Regions from separate parts of the Mus musculus genome. Here all the other regions are linked to region 1. Evidence: chromatin contacts called from public HiCAR-type and promoter capture Hi-C data. All regions are on one chromosome and are shown on one strand. Each heading gives the region's core, a stretch centred on a gene start, on an enhancer-like site or on the middle of the called end of the contact. The rest is flanking DNA. Distances are from core to core; before and after follow the strand shown. Region 1 holds the start of Hmmr (hyaluronan mediated motility receptor (RHAMM)). Region 2 overlaps Atp10b (ATPase, class V, type 10B). Region 3 holds the start of Atp10b (ATPase, class V, type 10B).

Region 1 (4,103 bases), core at 457-2,956:
TAAAAAAAAAAAAAGTTAGATTCCCTCCTTTATCCCAGGATGCTTTAAGTTTCCTTGAGGTAGAAAAAGCTGCCATGGACTTACAAATATTAAATATCTGACATATTATCTTTGACACTGTAAGCCTTAACTACTGCTCCTTAAAACCAAACAGCAGCTGAGCCATGTGTGTTGTGCAGGTCTCTTAAGTTTCAGTACTTGGGAGGTGGCAGCAGGAGTACAAGGCTAGCCTGTGCTACAAGAGACCTTGTCTCAAAACAAAAACATCTACCCTGTTCTGTAGAACCTAAGTTGTCTGAGTTCCCTGGAAATGGTGTGGCCATGGAGATGGCTGTGTCTGATCACTCACTTGACCTTGTGAATGGAGGAACGTTGATAGAAACCAGATAGAGACTACTAACCAGTACATGCTACAGAGGATATAAACCGGCCTTTCATCTTCCGCTCCATCACTTACTTGCTGGCTGCATAATATAGTCAGAAACTCTCTCAATGTTCTCATTTGTAAAGAGTACAACTTTGGTACTTTTCTCGTCTAGCTGTTCAAAGGAATAACATATAGACCTTACGACAGTACAGCTGCACAGTTAGCATCTATCACCTCACACCCAAGGCTCTAGTTACTTGTGCATAAACCACAGCCCTTAAGAGCATAGCATATATCCTTGGAAGTCTGGGTTCCCACTCCATTTCTGCCAATTTAGTTTCATAAAATTGAGTGGATTTCAGTCTCATTTTTCATTTACTTCCAACATGCTATTAATTTGTTGTAGGTGTGAGTTACTGACAGTCTATGTAGCTCAGGCCACTAGGTCTGGAAGTGTCTATTTCTTACAGGTGAAAACATTAAAAATTACTTTATTCTAACTGTTTAAATGCTATCACCATCTACACTCAATTTACTCTGTCATCTACACACCAAGTTCCACTATTCTATTGTTAAAATGCTGAACATTACTTAAGAATTGTTTCATGAGATGGCTCAGTGGGTAAGAGCACTGACTGCTCTTTCAAAGGTCATGAGTTCAAATCCCAGCAACCACATGGTGGCTCACAACCATCTGTTATGGGATCTGAGGCCCTCTTCTGGTGTGTGAGGACAGCTACAGTATACTCATGTTAATAAATCAACCTTAAAAAAATAAAATATTAAAAAAGAAATTCCAAAGAACTGTTTCACGAGTGGAAAAGAATCCGTGGGCAGCTGTCTTTACTGAACAGATTTCTCAGTCTTTATGCTTTTATATCTGAATGCAATGTCAATGCAGAAAATTCTAAAGAGAGTAACTTCTTTTTAAAAAGAAAAGTAGCGCCTGCCAACTCCTAATCCCCTTCAACCAGCTGTGGTTTCTCCATGGTGTTGATGGCATATTTTGGAATCTCACGCTTGAAGACTCGCTGTGTGCAGGGATGACCTCATTTCACGTAGGGCCGCGTCTCTACCATCCCACACTGCGCTAACCAGGTGTTTACTGCGTGAATTTGGAGAAAAACAAACACCGCCCCAGCCCTAACCTGGCTTTCGAATGACTGGGAAACGAGGGCACATCCCCTTCCCACCCTGTTCCCCCACCCGTACGTACCCGAAGGGTCATTGAATCTCTTCAGGGGCGCCTTAGGAAAGGACATTCTGACGCCTGGGTCCAGATGAGACAGCAATCAAACGCCCCAGCAAACTGTCAGCTCGCCTGAATTCAAATTTACCTCAACTTTCCCCCTCAGCCAATCAGAAAACCTAAACCTATCTGGCCAATCCTGCATGGTCCAAAGAGCATGCGCACTAGATTCCTACCGCCGCCCAATCGGAAGGTTTGTAAGTTTAAGCTAGTAGCCAATAAGAGGCTGCTCCTGATCGTCGCCGCAAACAGCTCTATCCAATCACTTCTGGTTTTACTCAGTTTTACTGGGTAGCCCAGTTCGCGCAAGCGCACTTCACAGGCCGGTGGACGCGTCGGAATTTTGGCGTCACACAGGTTTAAAGATCGCAGGCACTTTTCTCCTTTGTTCCGGCGTCAGTGTTCTTTGGATGTCAACATCTCTAGGCTTCGGTCGATTTCACCAGGGCTCACGAGTGTCTTAAATGGGCTCTGAAAGGGAGAATTTTGCACACTCGGACACGCCAGTTTGGACTCTTGCGCATGTGCAGTGACCCCAAGGCGCCGAGGGCAAGCCCAGAGCCTAGTCCCGCCGGTGTAGTGCTCTCCCGGAGCCGTGTGCCTGCGTGGCGTCTTCAGAATGTCCGCCCCGTTTGAGGAGCGCAGCGGGGTGGTTCCTTGCGGGACTCCGTGGGGACAGTGGTACCAGACCCTGGAGGAGGTGTTCATTGAAGTCCAGGTGCCCCCCGGCACTCGCGCGCAGGACATCCAGTGCGGCCTGCAGAGTCGGCACGTGGCTCTGGCCGTGGGTGGCCGCGAGATCCTCAAGGTAGCAAGCCAGGGCTTGTCCCGAGTTCCTTCTTCTGGCTTTCCCGCACCCCGAGCCCTAAAATTCACGGTGTCAGAGGGATGACTGCTGGGTGTGGCAAGGTTAGTTCCTGGCTGGTAGAAAGAAGTGGTAAATTGTTCTGGCGAGGGGTCTCCACGGAGCACTGCACCCACAGAGCAGATTTTGCGCGGGTAGAACTCAAAGATTTTGTTCTCCACTTTATTTCTAAAATAGGTTTGGGGTGCTTTTATTTCCTCCGGAGTTCCTGCTGACAGAAGGCTAAGTAGGTCAAAAGAACGAATATGCGTCTTCTGGGCACCGATGGGAGTCCCAGAGACTAGACAAAAGGATTCTGAACTCTGTTCATGACGTGTAGGCTAATACAGGCACTTACAAGCAAGGCTAGGGTAATGGGATGAGGATTCCAAGATGTCAGATTGGTTTTCTAAATAACAAGTTTCTTGCATGTTGATCTTCATCGTAGTGAAAAGGTGTGTGAAGTTACCTAATTTCACCAAATTTTTAATCTGGTCACATTTCCCCGTTTTTGGTTAAGAATTTATTAAGACTCACATAACAATCAGGCTATACTTTACACCTAGATTAGATGCATAGCCTGTTGGAGGATGACTGTATAATGTAGTGGTGAACGGAGACATGATACTGTGTTTTGTAACCTTGGGCAGGAGAAGGAAAATTAGTCAACAGCTAATTGGATATCAATTTCTGCAACATGTGATTTGAACCTTTTTAAGAAACTGGCCTTTTCTAGTGCCAGCTTCTCAAAAGAGATTGAACTAGCTTTAATAACATTGAGTTTAAAAGAGAGAGCACTTTTAAGGCAGGTGTTGTGGTGCACGCTTTTAATCCCAGCATTTGGGAACCTTAGGCAGGTAGATCTCAGCTCAGCGAATTAGGCCAGCAAGCCAGATGTACTAAGCCAGCTCCATGACTCCATAGAGCAGTGGTTTTCAGCCTTTCCTAATGCTTCGCTCCATTAATAAAGTTCCTCATGGCCGGGTGTGGTGGGCACACGCCTTTAATCCTAGCACTCAGGAGGCAGAGGCAGGGGGATTTCTGAGTTTGAGGCCAGCCTGGTCTACAAAATGAGTTCCAGGACAGCCAGGGCTTTACAGAGAAACCCTGTCTTCAAAAACAAACAAAAAAGTTCCTCATGCTGTGGTGGCCCCCAACAATAAAAACAGTGTCCTTGATACTTCATAAGTGTAATTTTGCATTTACGAATCTGTCATTAAATATCTGGTATGTAGGATATCTGATATGTGACCTTGAAAGAGGTTGAGATGAACAGGCTGAGGACTGACAGACTCTGCTTCAAGAAAACAAAACATAGTCACCAGGTGGTGGCTGTACACACCTTTAATACTAGCATTCAGGAGGCAGAGACAGGATTTCTGTGAGTTTGAGGCTCTTGGTCTATAGAGCAAGTTCCTGGGCAGCCAGGGCTACACAGGGAACACCCACCCCCTTAAAAAATGCAAAACAAAAGAAGGAAAACAAAAAATAGGACATTTTTTCTAGTTTTAGTAGGAGTCCCTGTCTTGTTCATATTAATTAATTGGTAAAGCGTTTTATATGTTAATGTTGCGTTCTATCATAAAGAGTAGTATGTCTTCTCCTGTTTTGTGTAGTGGTGGTGGTCCCTGTGTGTTTCTTCC
Region 2 (4,103 bases), core at 594-3,093, 2.5 Mb after region 1:
ATAAGGAGGACTGATCTGTGGAGAAAAAGGGTTTTGAGCAACAAAGCAATGGATATCCATTACAGACTCAGACTGTAAAATCCTACATTACATATGACCATGGTTGTATACTATATAGGGCAGGGTCTGGATGTCCTCTAACTCTCTCCTATATCCCTTCCCCCATGCTAGTCTTTCTTCCCCGAAACCTGCTTCCTGTCTTAGTTCCTCTGCCTTCCCAATATTGTGGATCGAATAGCAGGTTCTTACTCTTCTCTGGGCTTCTGTAGATGTTGCTACTTCTCATTCTTCTTCACCCCATCTTCCAGTTAATCAATTCACTTTCTCATCCAATGCTATAGAATGTCTAGTTGTTAATGCCTGGCTTGGATTTTCATTGCCATTATTTATTGGCAGAGGTGACACGTTATGATTGTATCTTCTGTGAACAGCTCAATATAGCTTCTCGAGTTGAAATTTATACTCTGCTTTTTACGGCCTCTTTTGCCAAAAACATTGGGTTTTCCCATTGTTTTCCCGTGTTTTTGTTATCTCTAACAAGACAGTTTTATACAGAGAAGGTTTGTCTTTACAGTGAATACTCCCTTAAGACATCACTGCCCCTCCTATGGCAGTTGTCCAGAGTTTATGCCTCATGTCACTTATTTATTTTTTCACTGAGTGTAGATGACAGGCCTTCTCTGTGAAGTAATGCAATGACATATTCCTGGGGTCGAAGACAAAATAAACACAGGCCAGGGAATAGACTAAGCCAATGAGTTCTAATCAGAAATTAATGACTGCATGACACAGTCCTTGGTAAACAACTCTACTAATATTTCTTTTGGAAATGATCCGGGGACAAAATCATTCTTTTTCTGATATTTTGTTGGAATGTCAAACCCAGACATTATAAGGAATATGTCACAGCAAGACCTTAAGATTTATTAGTCTTGAATTAAAACAAAAAACAAAACAAAACAAAAAAACCATAATATCCATCTACTTGGAAAAAGGAAACTCAACCTACAAGGAAGCATTAAGGTCCCGTTCAGATGGCCTTCCAGCCCAAGCCATGTTCTTGTATGCCAGTAGCTGTGGCAGGAAGACTGTCCAGATGACTGGGAATGTAGACTAGCCCCTCCTCCAGAGACAGATGGAAGGGATTACTCATCACACCCAGTGGTTATCTTGAAAAGGACAATCACCAACCAGGAACTAGAAAGTTTGCCAAGTGCCAGTAATTGTTAGTAGTTTCAGATAGGGTTTGCAGAAATTAGGGCTTCCTTCATTTGCATTCCAGGAAGGAAACAATGATTTATCCCAGCAGATGATGTATGGTGAACATTTGCTATCACGATTTAGATACCCTAGTGAAACACTTTTTTTTTCTTTAAAAGAGTGAGTGAAGAGGAATTCCCCAATTCTACAGTATTCCTCCTCACTGCTTTTTTAGTTGGCATGGTGTTCTGCCAGCCTTTTAACTCCTTTATGGCATGGCCCATTGATCAGATTAGGAGAGGTATCCCTACCCTTGCTTTGTTGGGCTAATCCAGGTCCAGGAATCTTCATGGTGGCCCCCTCTCCTGAGCACCATGAGAAAATGGACTCAGCAGTAAGCAAGCGTAGTGATAACTGACTCCACTCTTCTCTTTAACAGACATCCTCGGCTCCTAGTAAAATCTGGATGAATACATGTGTTCTGTGTTAGAGGAAAGGCCGGCTGTTTCCTTTCCTTCAATGAGCACAGAATTTCTAGATTGACAGGGGTTTCAAAATGATTTGAAACATGAATCCTGTACTCTAAGACCATATGACTGTGAGTCACTGTTACTTTATAGCTGTGTTTCTCAACCTTCCTAATGCTACAACCCTTTAACACAGTTCCTCGTGTTTTGGTAACCTCCAACCATAAAAACATTTCTGTTGCTACTTCATAACTGTAACTTTGCTACTGTTATGAATCATAATGTAACTATCTGATATGGAAGAATTCTGATATAAATGACCCCCCCCCATCAGTTAACCCCCAAAGGGGTCACAACCCACAGTTTGAGAACCACTGCTTTATACCTTGTGTGACTCCAAAACAAGTAGTAATGCTTTCAGTGTTCATTAACAAAGAAAAATACAGATTTAGCAAAACTACTGTGGAATTGGTGACCTTTTGTGGGAATTAATCATCTACCAGTCTTGATTAAAAACAGGAGTCTCTAAACAAAAGGGTGTGAGTATAGGAAGGTCAGGCGGGCCACACTGGTGAGAGTGAGGTAAAATGAGGGGCAGAGGAAACAATAAGCAGGATTATTAAACGTGTACAAAATGGTCATAGAACAAATGTAAACATTTAAAATATAAATGATTGGAGCACAAATAATTAAAAATAAAATTCTCACAAAATTTGTAAAGTAACACTACATCTATGTTACGAAAGAAAGTGTGCTGTGTGGCCATGGAGTGGAGTGACCACTACAGGGAATTGTGTTCTTTTCTTCACAAGTAACAGAATTCTGTGAGATGGTTCTAGATAATTGGAACAAAAGAGAATTGTAATAAGAATGCGGTAGGAAAAGGAAGGGAAGGAAGAACATATAATAAGGCTCGGTGGTTGAAAAGAAAGCTTGAGGATTTGGACTTAGAAACCACAACTAGGAATCCAAGATGACAGTGAAGGACTGAAAGGAATAATAAGTTAACGGTCTTGTGTGATTTTCCTTCCTGGAGTCATTGCACTCAGCTCACAGTCCCACAGTGGGACAGCATAAGAGGCAGGATGCCTTGACTTACGTCAAGATGTGAGCAAGGGATGAAGGGGCTACAGGAGCTTGTTTTGCAAAGAATATGGAAGAGGAGATAAGGAAACATGGAGCAGTGGTCTACTAAAATATCAAAAAGTGAAGCAGGGACTTGTTAACCAGTTTAATTGAATGACTTGATAATCCATTGTGAAAATAACATGATGGTAAGTAAACTTAAAAAAGTAAAACTGGAAGAACACGTAAGGGGTTTCCTGTCCTAACCTGTTCTCACTGTTACAATATGCTCCAGCCAGATTGCTTTAGATTGCATTTCCTGGTGGCCTTGACAGTGGCCAGCTTGCTGTATCTGAGATAAAGGTCAGCAAAAAGTAAGACAACACAGCCTGGGAAGTTATGACACCCTGACTTTTGGACCACTTTGTTTTGCTTTCAAAGGTACCAAATGGACACACCTGAGCAAGACTGGGAACTGGGTGTTGTTTATCGCTATAGTAATTGTTGTGTCAATACCCACTTCCTCCTCTCTGAATCTCTTTCCCTTTCCCCAAGATCCATGTCCTGATATCCAATAAATACTCAAAATCATGAAAGAGAAAAGAATGAATGCATGAGACCTCAACTTTGAAGACAGTTTTTATGAGTCAGCTGTTCTAGTTTGCATTCTTGCCATAGTCAAGACATGACCAAAAGCCGTTGGGGTTCAAAAAGAGTTTATTTCATTTTACAGCTTATTCATGATAAAGGGAAGTCAGGACAAGAACTCAAGGCAGGAATAGAAGGAGAGATTATGGAGGGGTACTGTTCACTAGCTTACTCCTCCTGGTTTGCTAGCTTTACTTTCTTATATATCCTAGGACCACCAGCCCAGGGATGCCACTACCCACTGTGGGCCCTTCCAAATCAATCAAGAAATGCCCCACAGATTTTCCCATAGGCAAATCTGTTACATGCCAACTATGAGATGATGTTCCGTTTATTCTCAACTATACACTTGCCCACACGTCCTAAATTTACATTGGGATCTTATTAGCATGTGCCTGACACAGGGAAAAATAGTCTGGCCTTCCCTAAAGCCCTGCAGAGACATATACCCTCCTCTGAAAGAGGGTTATCTCTCCCTGTGCTTTGGTTGCAGTCAGTGGGACTCTCGTCAAAGAGCAGCAGCTTATGGGGGAAGGGGGGAACAATTAAAAACAAGAATCTGCTTAGATTAAGTTTATCCATGAAATAGAATAATCTGGAGGGTGGTGAGATGAGCCCTGCCCTACCTGGGAGGAGAATCAAAGTTTGCTGAGCCTGGTTGATGTTAGATGGCCTGGTAATTACATACATCCTTTGGCAGTCACAAAAGCTTCCCTGGAGGAA
Region 3 (4,103 bases), core at 1,171-3,670, 2.4 Mb after region 1:
ACAATTGCTGGTCACCTTTGAGTGACTGGGACCAAAATACCCAACAAAAACAACTTCTGCAAAGCAGCCTCTTTTTGGCTCATGGAGTTCAGTCCAAGGTTGTTTGGCTCCGGTCCTATTGCCATGCATGACCAAGGCCACTTACAAAAGAAGCATTTAATTTGGGGCTCCAGTTCCCAGAGCATTAGAGCCCATGATCACCATGGCCAGGAGCTTGTCAGCAGGGAGATAGTCATTAAATAATTCTACCAACCAGAGACTGTATTCTAAAATATTTGCCCATGGGGGCTGTTCACATTCAAACCACCAAACTCCATGTGCTTGGGCAGAACTTTGTGGTGGAGGGAGCACTGTGTAAAAGTTCTGACAGTGGCCAAGCCTCTTCCAGAAAGGGCCTATAAATGTCAAGCAAAGTTAAGGCCTGAAGAGCTGGGTCCCCTCAAGGCAAGAACCTGTGAGGCCAGAATCTCCTGGCCTTTCCAGAGGGATTTCTTGGTTCACTTTTGCCTTGTGTTTGCAGATTTTTGGCTCTGCTATTGGCAGTTTTTACTGACACTTTGTCTGTGACAGACGTTTCCCTAGAATCAGAAAAAGAAAGCTCCAGCCATGATTCACTCTTGTTCATCTCTGAGGATTGTGGGAGCAGAAGAGATCCTTATTAACTCCTTTGCTTGTTAATAAGGATGATTTGGTTGAGTCAACACCAGAGCTTGTCTGGGTATGTCAGCTGATGGCCAGATGTTCTCTCCCGATAGGAACTTGGCTCGGACAACAATTTGCCCACGCAACTGTTCCAAACAACAGTTAGGTGATTATCAAAAATTGAGAAAGGTCTTGCTGGATCATTGGTTCCAAGAATAAATGAGAACACTCAGAGATGCTAAAACAAGAGAGAGGAACTGTCTCAGGTTACTAATTTGCTGGGAGCCCTTGGCATTAAAGGAACTAGATCTCCTGATCAGGATGTGGGGAGACAGTAGGTACCAATAAATAAGTCCGAATTTCCTGGATATGTAGCCTATCACTTCTTTATACTGTAACTGCAATTGCTGCCAACTACAGACACTTGGCTATGTACCTGTGTTCTGGGTTAAATATTAACTGATTGCTGAGGCCAAGTGGATTATGGGTTACCAGAAAAAAGCAGGGATTGAGGAAGAGAAGGAAGGGAAAAGTACAGTGTGCACATTATTTGCAAATGTAGGAGGTCCTTAAAAGAGGTTGTTCATAAAAAAATTAATATAAAACTTTTCAGCTGTGGAAAAAAAATAGATATGGGAATAGAGGTAAACTGAGCTGTCTCCGTGCCAGAGTGTATGAACTGCTCTTCTCCGTCCAAGTCTTTCACAGACTCCATACATCCTCCTTCAGGTTCTAAAACCACTAGAGCTGGGCCCCAGCCTCTCTTCTTCCTATTCTGATGGATAGGAAGCAAAAAGAGAAGATTACACAGGCTGAGGCCAAAACAAGTCACAGCCCAGAGACTTACGTTATCTGCAAAGAGGCTTGGCCTCCTACTTTTCACCACCCCACAATAATACTGTCACAGTGCAAATGCATCAAGCCGGAGCCGGAGCCATCGGTGCCCAGGCATCCCTCAGAACAGTGCTTCCCAGTCTTCTGAATGCTGCATTTATTTAATACAACTCCTATATTATGGAGCACAAATTGTTTGTTTCATTGCTACTTTATAGCTATAACCTTGCTTCTGTTATAAATCATAATGTTAATATTTTTGGAATCAGAGGTTTGACAAAGGAGTTACAGCCCACAGGTTGAGAACTGCTACCCTAGACATGTCTTAATCCAAATATAGTAACAATCAAATCAGCCATCTAGGAAGAATATCTTCTTGGCCAGGCACTCAGGTGTGAGATATACCAAATGGAATTATAATCCCCAAGACAAAGATGATAGAAAAGACCAGCTTACATTTATGATACAAGCAGTGGTCACCACAGCCTAGTCACTGCATGTCCAGGTGTCCTTGAAAAGTATCTTTCTGCGCTGTTCCACTTTCCATTCTCATTGAAATACCAGCAACAGCAACAACAAACAGAAAGATAGAAAGAAAAAGGAGAGAGACACAGAGACACAGAGACGCAGAGAGAGAGAACCTATAAAACCTACTAGGCTGCCATTCAAATTGTTGTATAGTTGATAATGACATTGAACTGCTAGTCCTCCTGCCTGTCTCCTGAGTGCTGGGATTATGGACGAATGCCCTCTATACCAGGTTGTGATGGTTTGTATATGCTCAGCCCAGGGAGTGGCACTGTTAGAGGGTGTAGCCCTGTTTGAGTAGGTGTAGCCTTGTAGGAGTAGGTATGTCAGTGTGGATGTGGGCTTAAAAACCCCATCCTAGCTGCCTGGAAGCCAGTATTCTCCTAACACCCTTCAGATGAAGATGTAGAACTCTCAGCTCCTCCTGCACCAGGCCTGCCTGGATGCTGTCATTCTCCTGCCTTGGTGATAATGAACTGAACCTCTAAACCTGTAAGCCAGCCCCAATTAAATGTTGTCCTTTATAATATTTGCCTTGGCCATGGTGTCTGTTCACCGCAGTAAAACCTTAACTAAGGAATAGGTTTATGTTTGGTGGAACCCAATGCCTCTTGCTTTTTGTACTCTGCCTACAAGCTATGTCCCCAGACCCATCCATTTGATGTCCTGCTCTGAAATTTTGTAAGGTTAAAATGTTCATAGCCAAAGAAATCCTAAAGACTAAAGAACTCTTGGTAATGGAATCCATGTGACATGGAAATTGAAGGAGGCAACTCTGGAGGGAGAAGGAGTGGACCAGAAGGGGGAAGTACATAGGGCATGCAGAGAGAGAGTGGGTGGAGCAATTAAAACAAAGCATGTTGACATATATGGATAAAAATGTTATAATAAAACCCATTACATAGTATGCTAACTTTTTAACTTAATTTAATTTAATTTTTGGTTCTTGGTTTTTCAAGACAGGATTTCTCTGTGTAGGCTTGGTTATCTTTGAACTCTCTCTTTAAATCAGGCTGGCTTTGAACTCACAGAGATCCTCCTGCCTCTCTCTCTCAAGTGCTAGAACTAAAAGTGTCTACCACCACCGTCCAGCCATATGTTAACTAATTTTTTTAAAAATTCAATTAAAAAGTATTTAAAATATAAACATTTCTCATTTTGTCTTAAAATATGTCAACACAATTTTATGTACTTCCCAATTTGTTCCTCTCAAATTTGTTCCTACATGGATAGTATTAGGAATATGATTATTCTTCCAGAGGACCTAGGTTCAATCCTCACACTCACATAGTGACTAACAACTGTCTGTAAGTTTAGTTCCAGGACATCCAATAACCTCTTCTGGCCTCTTCAGGCACCAGACACATAAATGGTACACAGACAAATATGCTGGTAAAATACATATCTATACATATACATTAAAAATTTAAATTAACCACATGAGCAAAGGATGGTAAAAATAGCTTTCTTCATTTTTTAAAAGCCAATTCATTATTTTAAAGGTTTCTTTATTTTTATATCATGTGTCTATATGTACATGCTTGAATGTATATATGTATGTATGTATATGATGTGTATACCTAGTACCTACAGAGCCCAGAAGAGACTATCAGATCCCCTGAAACTGGATTTGCATGTAATTGGCAGCCATCTGATGGCTGGGAACTGAACTCACCTGGGTTCTCTGTAAGAACTGCACTCTTAAGCACTAAGCCATCTCTCTAGCCCCTCTTTCTTCTTTTTATGTTGAAGATGAACAAGGTGAATGGAGAACGTTTACTGTTAAGAATGAGCCAAATTTAGCCTCCTAGCATCCCATCTTTGCAGACCACAATTTGGCTTTTCCATGACATCATCAACCATGTCATCAACAACTGCCACACTGACACCATCACTTGCTTTCACAATGCTGATCCTTGTGGTAGTTGTATAATTTTTTTTTATTGTTTACTTAATGTATCTGACCTTAAAACAGATGCATCGCAGGAACTTTTTCTATTTTTCTAAGATTGAACTCTACATGTACAAAAGAAGAGATGCCATGTTGTATTATCCTCCTTACCATAGTGACTTCTTGTGTTCACATTCCACTCAGCTCT

The links. Promoter capture Hi-C pulls out the DNA fragments that hold promoters and counts their contacts. HiCAR-type assays count read pairs that join an accessible place to other places.
Region 2: a promoter capture Hi-C map of 3T3-L1-derived adipocytes shows a contact between it and region 1, with 10 times the contacts expected there. The contact joins the enhancer-like site here to the promoter of Hmmr in region 1. A contact is called at or near these places in 5 of 39 promoter capture datasets (3T3-L1-derived adipocytes, cranial neural crest, hippocampal neurons and 2 more).
Region 3: a HiCAR-type map of astrocytes shows a contact between it and region 1, with 6 times the contacts expected there. The contact joins the promoter of Atp10b here to the promoter of Hmmr in region 1. A contact is called at or near these places in 2 of 39 promoter capture datasets (cranial neural crest and hippocampal neurons) and 1 of 115 datasets of contacts at active chromatin or transcription factors (astrocytes).

What each region holds. Positions count from the first base shown.
Region 1 is chr11:40,731,731-40,735,833 of GRCm38.p6, forward strand. It overlaps Hmmr (hyaluronan mediated motility receptor (RHAMM)), which reads right to left and starts at 1,707. Exons shown (of 18, transcript NM_013552.2): 1 at 1,584-1,707. The coding sequence starts at 1,629. Nudcd2 (NudC domain containing 2) reads left to right here and starts at 1,931. Exons shown (of 4, transcript NM_026023.5): 1 at 1,931-2,424. The coding sequence starts at 2,236.
Region 2 is chr11:43,181,883-43,185,985 of GRCm38.p6, forward strand. The region is part of intron 4 of Atp10b (ATPase, class V, type 10B); the gene reads left to right. Among named protein-coding and RNA genes, the nearest start is that of Atp10b, 34 kb to the left of the region's middle. Within about 2 kb of position 1,844, at least 50 of the 459 cell types and tissues checked have an H3K27ac peak or open chromatin away from gene starts, as enhancers often do. A contact at or near this core is called in 3T3-L1-derived adipocytes, where this site is marked.
Region 3 is chr11:43,147,457-43,151,559 of GRCm38.p6, forward strand. It overlaps Atp10b (ATPase, class V, type 10B), which reads left to right and starts at 2,421. Exons shown (of 23, transcript NM_176999.3): 1 at 2,421-2,496.